Linked DNA regions of Drosophila melanogaster: region 2 is linked to region 1. The links are chromatin contacts, called in public HiChIP or PLAC-seq maps. All regions are on one chromosome and are shown on one strand. Each heading gives the region's core, a stretch centred on a gene start, on an enhancer-like site or on the middle of the called end of the contact. The rest is flanking DNA. Distances are from core to core; before and after follow the strand shown. Region 1 holds the start of pan (pangolin). Region 2 holds the start of fuss (fussel).

Region 1 (4,488 bases), core at 563-3,062:
AACTGCATGATCAACTTTATGCGGACAGTCAGGCAGGATATATAATAATATAACACAGCCGTACAATAATTATATTGATAGGTTCCAAAAAGTCGTTTAAAAACGATTTAGAGGTTGAGTTGGATTTGGAAATAGGGAACCGATTCACAGAACATTTATATTTTTTATTCTAAAGTAGTCACGCCAGTAATAGCGAGGTCTATCTTGTTCATCGTTTTAACATTTGTGGATATTATATTATTGTATTAATTTGTGGATATTATTACGTGCACAGTAATAATTAATGAGGTGAGGTCTATATTTTTTGAACTTGTATATATTATAACCTCTCCGAAAATGAAGAAGTCGTTTAAGTAAAATATACATTTTTTTACTCAATTTCTAAAGTCCAATCTTAACAACACTTTTATTCTGATGAAATATTGCTCGGATATGACGGATTATTTTAAATGAAAAAGTTGTATTAGAATAGGAATTTTCGTGTCTTTAAAAGCGTAGTGCAACAATTTTAATAAGTAACTAATAACTATACACATAAAAAATGTAGGTGTTATCATAATATTATTTTGTTAATTTCTTTAAGGTCTTGCAATTTACACAACAATGCATGCGGTTTAAAAATGCTTTTTATGTGTGTTCTCCATCTTCACACCTTTCCACAAAAAAAGGGCTGTAGTTACTAGAAATCTTCATTTCACAAAAAAAAAATAAATAAAAAAAAATAACCTTGCCCTTGCATTTTATTTAAAATAAAAGTTGTATCGACCTGCAAGGACAAATTCTTACTCACTTTTCTCGGAACTAAATGATTAGCAAAATGGAAAAGCGTATGTAAAATATACATACATAGCGATTTGTCACATTTCGGCTTTGGAGGCACGGCGATTTATTCATTACCTGACTGGGCCGTCGGAGATTTGAACTAAACGGATAGGTAGGCAGAACGCGCTGAGGCAAATAGCTAACTACATACTAGTTTAAGGTAACAACTTTGTCGACGCCGACAGCGGCAATAGCAAAAACAAAGCAGAATACGCATCGGCTCAAGACTAATGACACAACGAGTTTCTATTTAGAAACAAGATTGTGGTGTATCAACAGGTAGAGACGAAAACGACAGAGTCTAAACAAAAATATATGCGTAAAACAGAATACAGAAAACTGTATTTTCAGCAAATAAATAAACAAACATCAGGGTGTGTGTGAGTACTGTCGGCTCTCTGCATTCGAAGCAGAGGATCCAATGCCGTGTTTACATATACATGCATAGTTACACGTATACATATATCTATCTGATGAGTATCTACATATATGAACACGACAATGTGGTGTTAACTTTATATTTAAGTTATTAAAACAGAAAATCGGATCTGAAATTAAAATGTTCCCTGAAGAGCGAAAAAGTGCGCACGTTTGACTTTATTGTATAACTTGACCGATGACTGTGGATGTTATTATATTGAACTTAAGCAGGGACACTTACAGTGATGATTTGATTAAACAATCCGAGAGATTAGAGCAGTAAAATTTGAATCCTTTATACGTTAGTTTACTGAAAAGCTATCCACAAAGCCACAAATTTGCAGCAAACTTTTCTGTTATTAAGCACACTTACATGTGAGAAAAATACTAATTGAAAAAGGTTTCACAGTTAAAGGCATACACGCATTAATTAATCAGACACAATATTTTTGTATGTCATACATACATACGTATACTTTTTATCAACACACTTGCACGAGAATTCATTCTTGGGCCAGTCAACGAGTACCGAACGCAGCTTTGATCGCTGCTCTGCCAGCACACGAATGCCGATAAACACTCATATATATATTTGTTTTTGGCTGACATACACTTATACTAACACAGGAAGTTATATATGTTGCATATATGTATATTTATTCATCAAAGCACAATTGGGTGCACCCGCGACGGTAAGGTGATATATTTACACATTTTGTACTTTAAATCAGGCGCATAATTAATTTATACTGAAACAGGCACAAAACAAAGAATGGTACTCTAAAATAATTCCCGGTTCAAAATGTTATCAGATTTAAAACGCCGTACCACGTCTGCGTTGATCGAATTTTTTTTAAATTAGTGCTGGAATAACGACGATGGCAACTGTCGATAAGCAGGCGTGCATCGATGTTCTGCCGCGACAATTCTCGATATTTTGCTTATATCGAATGGCTCGATTAGCATTAAATAATCAAAAAAAATTATAACAAGAATTTTCATTTTTAACTTTTCAATGTTTGTTAGATGTTAAAACACAATAATAAGATTTTTTATTATTTTGGTTCGCTTAAGCTAAAGGTCGATATATTCATTTAAACTCCTAATAGCGGTTTGGGGTCATGCTTAGTTTTTAGAATGGATTATGTACATGATAAACTCATGCAGTTTTCACCCATACGCTACAATTTAAAGATATCGTATTTCGCTAATCACTGAACTTGTCGGGCATTGCCATCCTAATTTTAAAGTTTGGTTGTCGATTAACATTGTACAAATTACATCTCAAGATGGCTGCTCTTGATACGTGCAGATTTCAGAATGATACTTCGAAAATTCACCTCTCGGTGTATGTAGAATTCAGGATGGTAGTTCTTCATATGTGCATAAATCGTATGGCAGCTCCCGATATGTACAAATATCAGGATGGTAAGTTTCAAAATGTGCAAAAATCGGAAGGCACCTCCCGTGATGTGGGAGTTGCCAGGTGGCAACTCATGATATGTATAGGTGTATTTCCCATTAAACGGGCCAGCATTTGACCATTTGACCAGCATTGCCAAGCGTATTTCACCGATCCACGTCATTTTTAAAATAATCGAAATCGAAATGCGAGACCGTTTCTGAACTAGCAGTTGCCTAGCATCCTCCTAAAATTCATGAAGTTATATTGTATGGTGTGCCCCAATACAAAAATTAAAAACATTTATCAATCTTTCTTCATTTTAATTATAAAAATGTATTTAAAAACACTTGGGCCTGTTCCAATTTAACTGTGATGTTATTGATAATGGTAAACGATATCATATGATACGCACACTTTTAAAATTTGCCTTGGACCCAATTAAAAAAACTGACCGCAAGGCGGGATGATCTCGACGCCGAGATATAATGGAATCAAATTAGGCATGCAGATTCAGTTTGTTAAAAATATTTGGATGTTTGGAGAACACGCATAATAAAAAAAAGAGATCAATTTCGTACGCCCATAACTTCTGTAATGAAGCTGTAGTTCTACGTATTTTGGAAAGACCCTATGGCTTAGCCGGTCTCGAGCAACAGCATAGATATATTAGCTTTATACAAAATCATTTAAATGCTTAATTTTGTTCACTTAATTTTTAAAATTTATTTTTTTTTTTATTTATTTTGCTTTATACTAAAAAAAAAAGTCAAAAATAGTAAAATAAAACAAAATTAAGACATTTTACAAAATGATTTTTTTTTATAATTCTTGGCTCGTATCGAATAATTTCAGGATAATGAGACGTTCTTTGCTTACAAAAAAATTGGAATGGAAGATTAAAAATAATAAAATGCAAATATGAATTTACCCAAAACATTTATTCACTGCGTTTATATTTTTCTTATATATTTTTACCGTCTATGATGAAAATTAGTCGTGAGAAGTGAACCAACGCCGGCTGCATTTGTGGCGATGGTCAATAAACGTGACCAAAATACATATTGTTTCCGCTTCTATTACGAGTGACAGAAATGGTAACAATTAAAAAACTAACAAAACATAGAATTGTTTTAATGAAATTTAATTTTTATCAAGATTAGGCGTCAAATATAATAATTAAACCCCATATTAGAAATTAACTAAAACTATAATATAGAAATAATAGCTAGAGCAAAAAACAGCTTAGAACGGCTGATGCTCTTCTATTTTTTGTTATGTATTACAGTTACAAATTTGTTGGTCACGACATTTACTCTTTACTGTTTTCTGTTTATATTTTATTAAACTACAAGCGTAACTGTTCCTTTAAGGTATATTTTACAAGGATTTCGTAGTTTGTACTTCCCATAATACAAGTTGTAGATATATCCTTTGGCTCACTAAAAAGTAATCGTGTACACAGTGCTCCAAAAAATTTTCGGAACGCAGCACAATGAGAAAGCGATATAACACGGACATATTACTGCATACAGGTCTCAAATTATAAAATGACACTCGTGGCCTTTACCAACACTGGTTTCCTTTTTTCCACATACGTCGTCAACGTGATTCGACCTTTTCCGGTTTATTAGTTGAACATGGCAGTCGGCAAAAATAAAGGTCTTTCCAAGGGTGGTAAGAAGGGCGGTAAGAAGAAGGTGGTGGACCCGTTTTCTCGCAAGGACTGGTACGATGTCAAAGCTCCGAATATGTTTCAAACCCGTCAAATCGGTAAAACACTTGTAAACCGCACCCAGGGTCAAAGAATAGCATCGGATTATTTGAAGGGTCGCGTTTTCGAA
Region 2 (4,239 bases), core at 592-3,091, 910 kb before region 1:
ACTTTGGACGCTCTTACGAACGGAAGGACGGACGGACAGTCGGCTATTGATCCTAACCTTGCTAAAAACATTTTCATTTCACCGAACCTAATATACCCTTTTAGTATTCGGGTAACGGGTATAAGCCAAGACTAAAACATATTAACAAATAATGGTAAAATAGCTGAAAGTCCTTCACAAAACAATGGGAAGAATTTTGTTGACGTAGAAAATGAACGCAAACCAGGGCTGCTAAAATTTCCCACCGTGGGCAACGCATTAGTCCCATTAAACGATGTTGCCATCCTTATTTCTACACATATTGGGTGTTGCCATTACGCACTTTGCAGTTGTTTTGAGTTCCCGTTTTGAAATCTACACAAGTACTCAATTCTAATCGATAATATAATACAAAAATTTAACAAAACATGTGTAGGAATAGAGATGTCAATTATTTTCAAGTAAAATTTACTAGGTTTGAGTCGTAGCTTTAACATAGATAACATCAACAGAAAAATGCTTTCATTTTTCCAGCCATCTAGGCACATCTGTTTACATCAAAGCTCTGGCCAATCCACATTAAGCAACTGAGAACGCCATAGTAGAGTTCTCGGGCTACCAGATACCTGTTACTCTGTTAATGGAAGTTCGAACGAAAAATATCACCAATTTTCTGGTATGTCAATTTGAATAGGGAAGAAATAATAATATTAAAAATTTTTTCAGATATGTGACATTTTGGGCGGTTCATGAGCAACTCACAAATGATTTTGGTACATCTATAGAAATTTTCAAATCAAGTACTATACAAAAAACAAAACATTTTTCAACAGTGTGGGCGTGGTAGTTTTGGGCGGTTTGTGGGCGTAAGAGTGGACGTGGCATATCGATAGAAGTTTACAAGATTAATAAAGTGATGAAAAAATTCAAAACAAATTTCAAAGGTGTGGGCGCGGAGGCGTTTACCTTTTTTGGCGTGACAACATCAGGAAACAAACTTGCTCTGCATATATGTATGTATCTGGAAACTGCATGCTTACTCTCAACTTTCTAGATTCAAAATTCCTGCGATCGAGGCTCATGCGGACAAATCGACTCGGCTGGTAATCCTGATCAAAAATATATATGTATATATTTCGGGTCGGAAATTCTTCCTTCAACCTGTTACAGATACACATACTCGGTTAGTAAGAGTACGAACGAAAAAGTTAAAAATTCGTTTTGGCGTATCGATAGATACGGAAGGACCAAAATTGAAATAATTTCAAACTTGAAATTTTTAAAAAATATTTTCATGTTGTAGTGTTTCTCAATTTGATCGATATTTTACAAAAATTTTGAAATATCGAACTTGACTATAGTGTTCCATCTCGGTTTTACATAGAACATTGACCGTCCTACTCTTAAGTACTGCTATAAAATGTCAGTTGTATATGAATTGTGTGAGAATGAGCTCATGTATTACACACACATCCTTTAACTCGCCAATTAAATTCAATTATCGTTACCTAAATTCGTTGGTGAAGTTAATTGAATAGAAAGCAACATTTAACATTTCAATTGTCGCTACATACCTGTACAAAAACAGGGTTGATACCACAAACTATTATATTTAGAAGAGCGCAGGCGCGTACTTTTGGAAACGCCCTGGAAATTAGGATAGTTGATTCTTATTGGCTCATTTTTTCTAGTATGTATATATATATATCTTCTTCTGTGGTGTATCATTTGCTTTCGGTCTCTTATTGGCTATAAGCAGGATTATTTTGTTCTTAGACTTTTACAATCTGGTATCGGTATCGGTTTCCCACTCCTGCTGCTTTTCTTTAAACGATGTCAATACCAACGAATATGGTGTTTCATATTCAGTTTTCGCACCTATTTCGTGTTGGAATAATCTAGTCCTCAAAGAAAGTAACTACTGTGTTAAATTTTTTAACTAAAATCGAGTATACTTTCTTTTATCAAACTATAAGATGTAACTTCAATAATGAGAAATATTACGTATATAAAATATACGTTCCAAATATATTATAAAAGTGGACCGAAATCTTAAAACAAACAAAAATAATACACACAATTTAAGAAACTTCACAAAAAAAACTGTGTTAATAAGGCGAAATGAATCTAAACGGAACTTGAACGTAAGTCAACAAGTGTTAACAAATTTATCTAACAAATATAGAAAATACGCGCACAAATGTTCATAAAACAAAAAGTTCGTCTGACCCCACATCATTAAGGATTTCCTAAATATTTAAATTTTAATGTGGACATAAGGCCACATAGTGACGAAATAAACATTTTGGTTGGTTTCTCTGTCTGTCTGCAACAAAACGTTATTTTAAATTTCGAAAATAAAATCATTAGTTCGAAAAATCAATACTTACAATCGCTTAAAACAGTGCAAAATGTCGTAAAAAGTCTATACCAATGCGTATATATTCCATATAGCATAAACAAGTGTAAATTGTACTCTTCGGTAAATTGTATACGGTAAATCGGTAAGTTGTATACTCCTTCAGAACATTGAATACTATCTGGCTAAAATGTTCTATAAATTGTATACTAAACTCAAAATAAAACGTAATCGAGCTTATCGGTTTAAAGTGATATTTAAAAAAATATATATTGTTTTATTTATTCTTATATTTTTGTACCCGTTAGTCGTAGGATAAAAGGGTATATTAGATTCGGTTAAAAGTATGAAAGGAAGTGTTTCCGACCATATATTAAGCAGGATCGAGTCGGGTCGATCTGACCCTGTCCGTCTGTCCGTATGAATGTCTCGAGCTCAGGAACTGTAAAAGCTAGAATGTTGAGATTGAGGATGCAGCTTCCAGAGACATAGACACATCGACACACACAAAACTGCTACTCCCACACTTTAAAACCGCCCAAAATGCCACGCCCACGCTTTTGAAATTTTTTTTCGTAATTTTAGGAGTCTTGTGTATTTCTATTCATTTGCCAAAAAACCTGTTGCCACGCCCACAATAACGCCCTAAAGCGTTAGACGCGTTTGCGACGCAAACACTTTTGAATTTTTTTAGATTTTTCTTTGTTTTATTGTTTGTCTTGCGAATTTTCTGAGTCTATGGCAGCATGGATATTCACAGCCATTTTATTCACTTTAGCAGTTTTCAAAACACAAAAGCCAAATAGATATAGTTTAGTGCTGCCCGCCTCTGGCACGTCTTGTGGAAAGTGTAGAATCTGTTGTAGATGCAGGACCACTGGGCAGCGACCCTTAGTGGTATTGTAGTTCCTGTGGTGCTTCAACTTGGTGTAGTTAATCAGACAGAAGAACGTCATGCTGGCGACGGTCAGCTGGAAGAAGGGAGCGATCACGGCGCGCTTCGGGAACACGTAGTTGTACTGCCAGCGCCAGCATGCACGGTTCACGGCTCCGGCCACAGCGTTGGGCGTCTTGTTGCGGCGTCCCAGCCAGGCTTTACCGTAGAAGCGAGCGGGGTCTTAGGGCCCGTGCACCTTGGGGTTGTACTCACCTGGATAGTCACCAAATGACACCGCGTTCCTTCGATACTGACAGTATGTACAGTTTGTCAAAAAACTTTTTACACACTGTGAAATAGGTTGAATTTTTGATTTTAAAGGTAAAAATTAAGGGTTCTTTGCTTAATTAAACGCAATTTTTTATAAAATATAATTAAACAATATTTATTTTTAAGTCAAAAAAGAAATTAAAAATATTAATTATACAAGAAAAGAAAAAACAAATTCCAAGTTTACACAATTTTGAGATTTATAAGTAAAATAAATATTCGACAATTCACAAACTATATGTACAAGTGTGAGTTAGTCTTGCGTATTTTTATCGGTATACCAAAAACACTGTGGCCACGCCCCTCCTTTGACCTACAAAACTCCCAAAATTTTCACGACCACACTTCTAAACAATTTTTATAATTTATATGACGAAATATTTTTTTGTTATAAAAAGGGTTAGTTCTTTCATATTTGCAAAGGGGCTGTTTAATGTTGCTTAAACTTTTAAACCTGCGATGTTAGGGAATTACAAGGGCTCTACAGCATTAAAAAAAATTCGTGATAAAAACGTATTTTTTTGCTGAGTTTTTTATTTCTTGTATTGTTTTTAAACAACGGGTGACGAAATATTGCTATTGCCGTTACTCATATACTCATTTCGATCTAAAATTTGGACAAGATGAAATCGTACTCAGCATACGCATATCGAGATCGAAACATTTTCAGTGTGCAAATAGCTATCGAAATGAG

Evidence for each region. HiChIP or PLAC-seq counts read pairs in DNA pulled down with a chosen protein or histone mark.
Region 2: a contact with region 1 is called in a CP190 HiChIP or PLAC-seq map of the Kc167 cell line, with 10 times the contacts expected there. The contact joins the promoter of fuss here to the promoter of pan in region 1. A contact is called at or near these places in 11 of 107 Hi-C or Micro-C datasets (the Kc167 cell line, the Ras3 cell line, the Sg4 cell line and 6 more) and 1 of 6 datasets of contacts at active chromatin or transcription factors (the Kc167 cell line).

The regions. Positions count from the first base shown.
Region 1 is chr4:66,977-71,464 of dm6, reverse strand. pan (pangolin) reads right to left here and starts at 1,812. Exons shown (of 12, transcript NM_001258477.2): 1 at 1,484-1,812. RpS3A (Ribosomal protein S3A) reads left to right here and starts at 4,258. Exons shown (of 4, transcript NM_001258475.2): 1 at 4,258-4,488. The coding sequence starts at 4,285.
Region 2 is chr4:976,091-980,329 of dm6, reverse strand. fuss (fussel) reads left to right here and starts at 1,841. Exons shown (of 5, transcript NM_001169358.2): 1 at 1,841-2,123. lncRNA:sphinx (long non-coding RNA:sphinx) reads right to left here. Exons shown (of 2, transcript NR_003114.2): 2 at 3,069-3,564.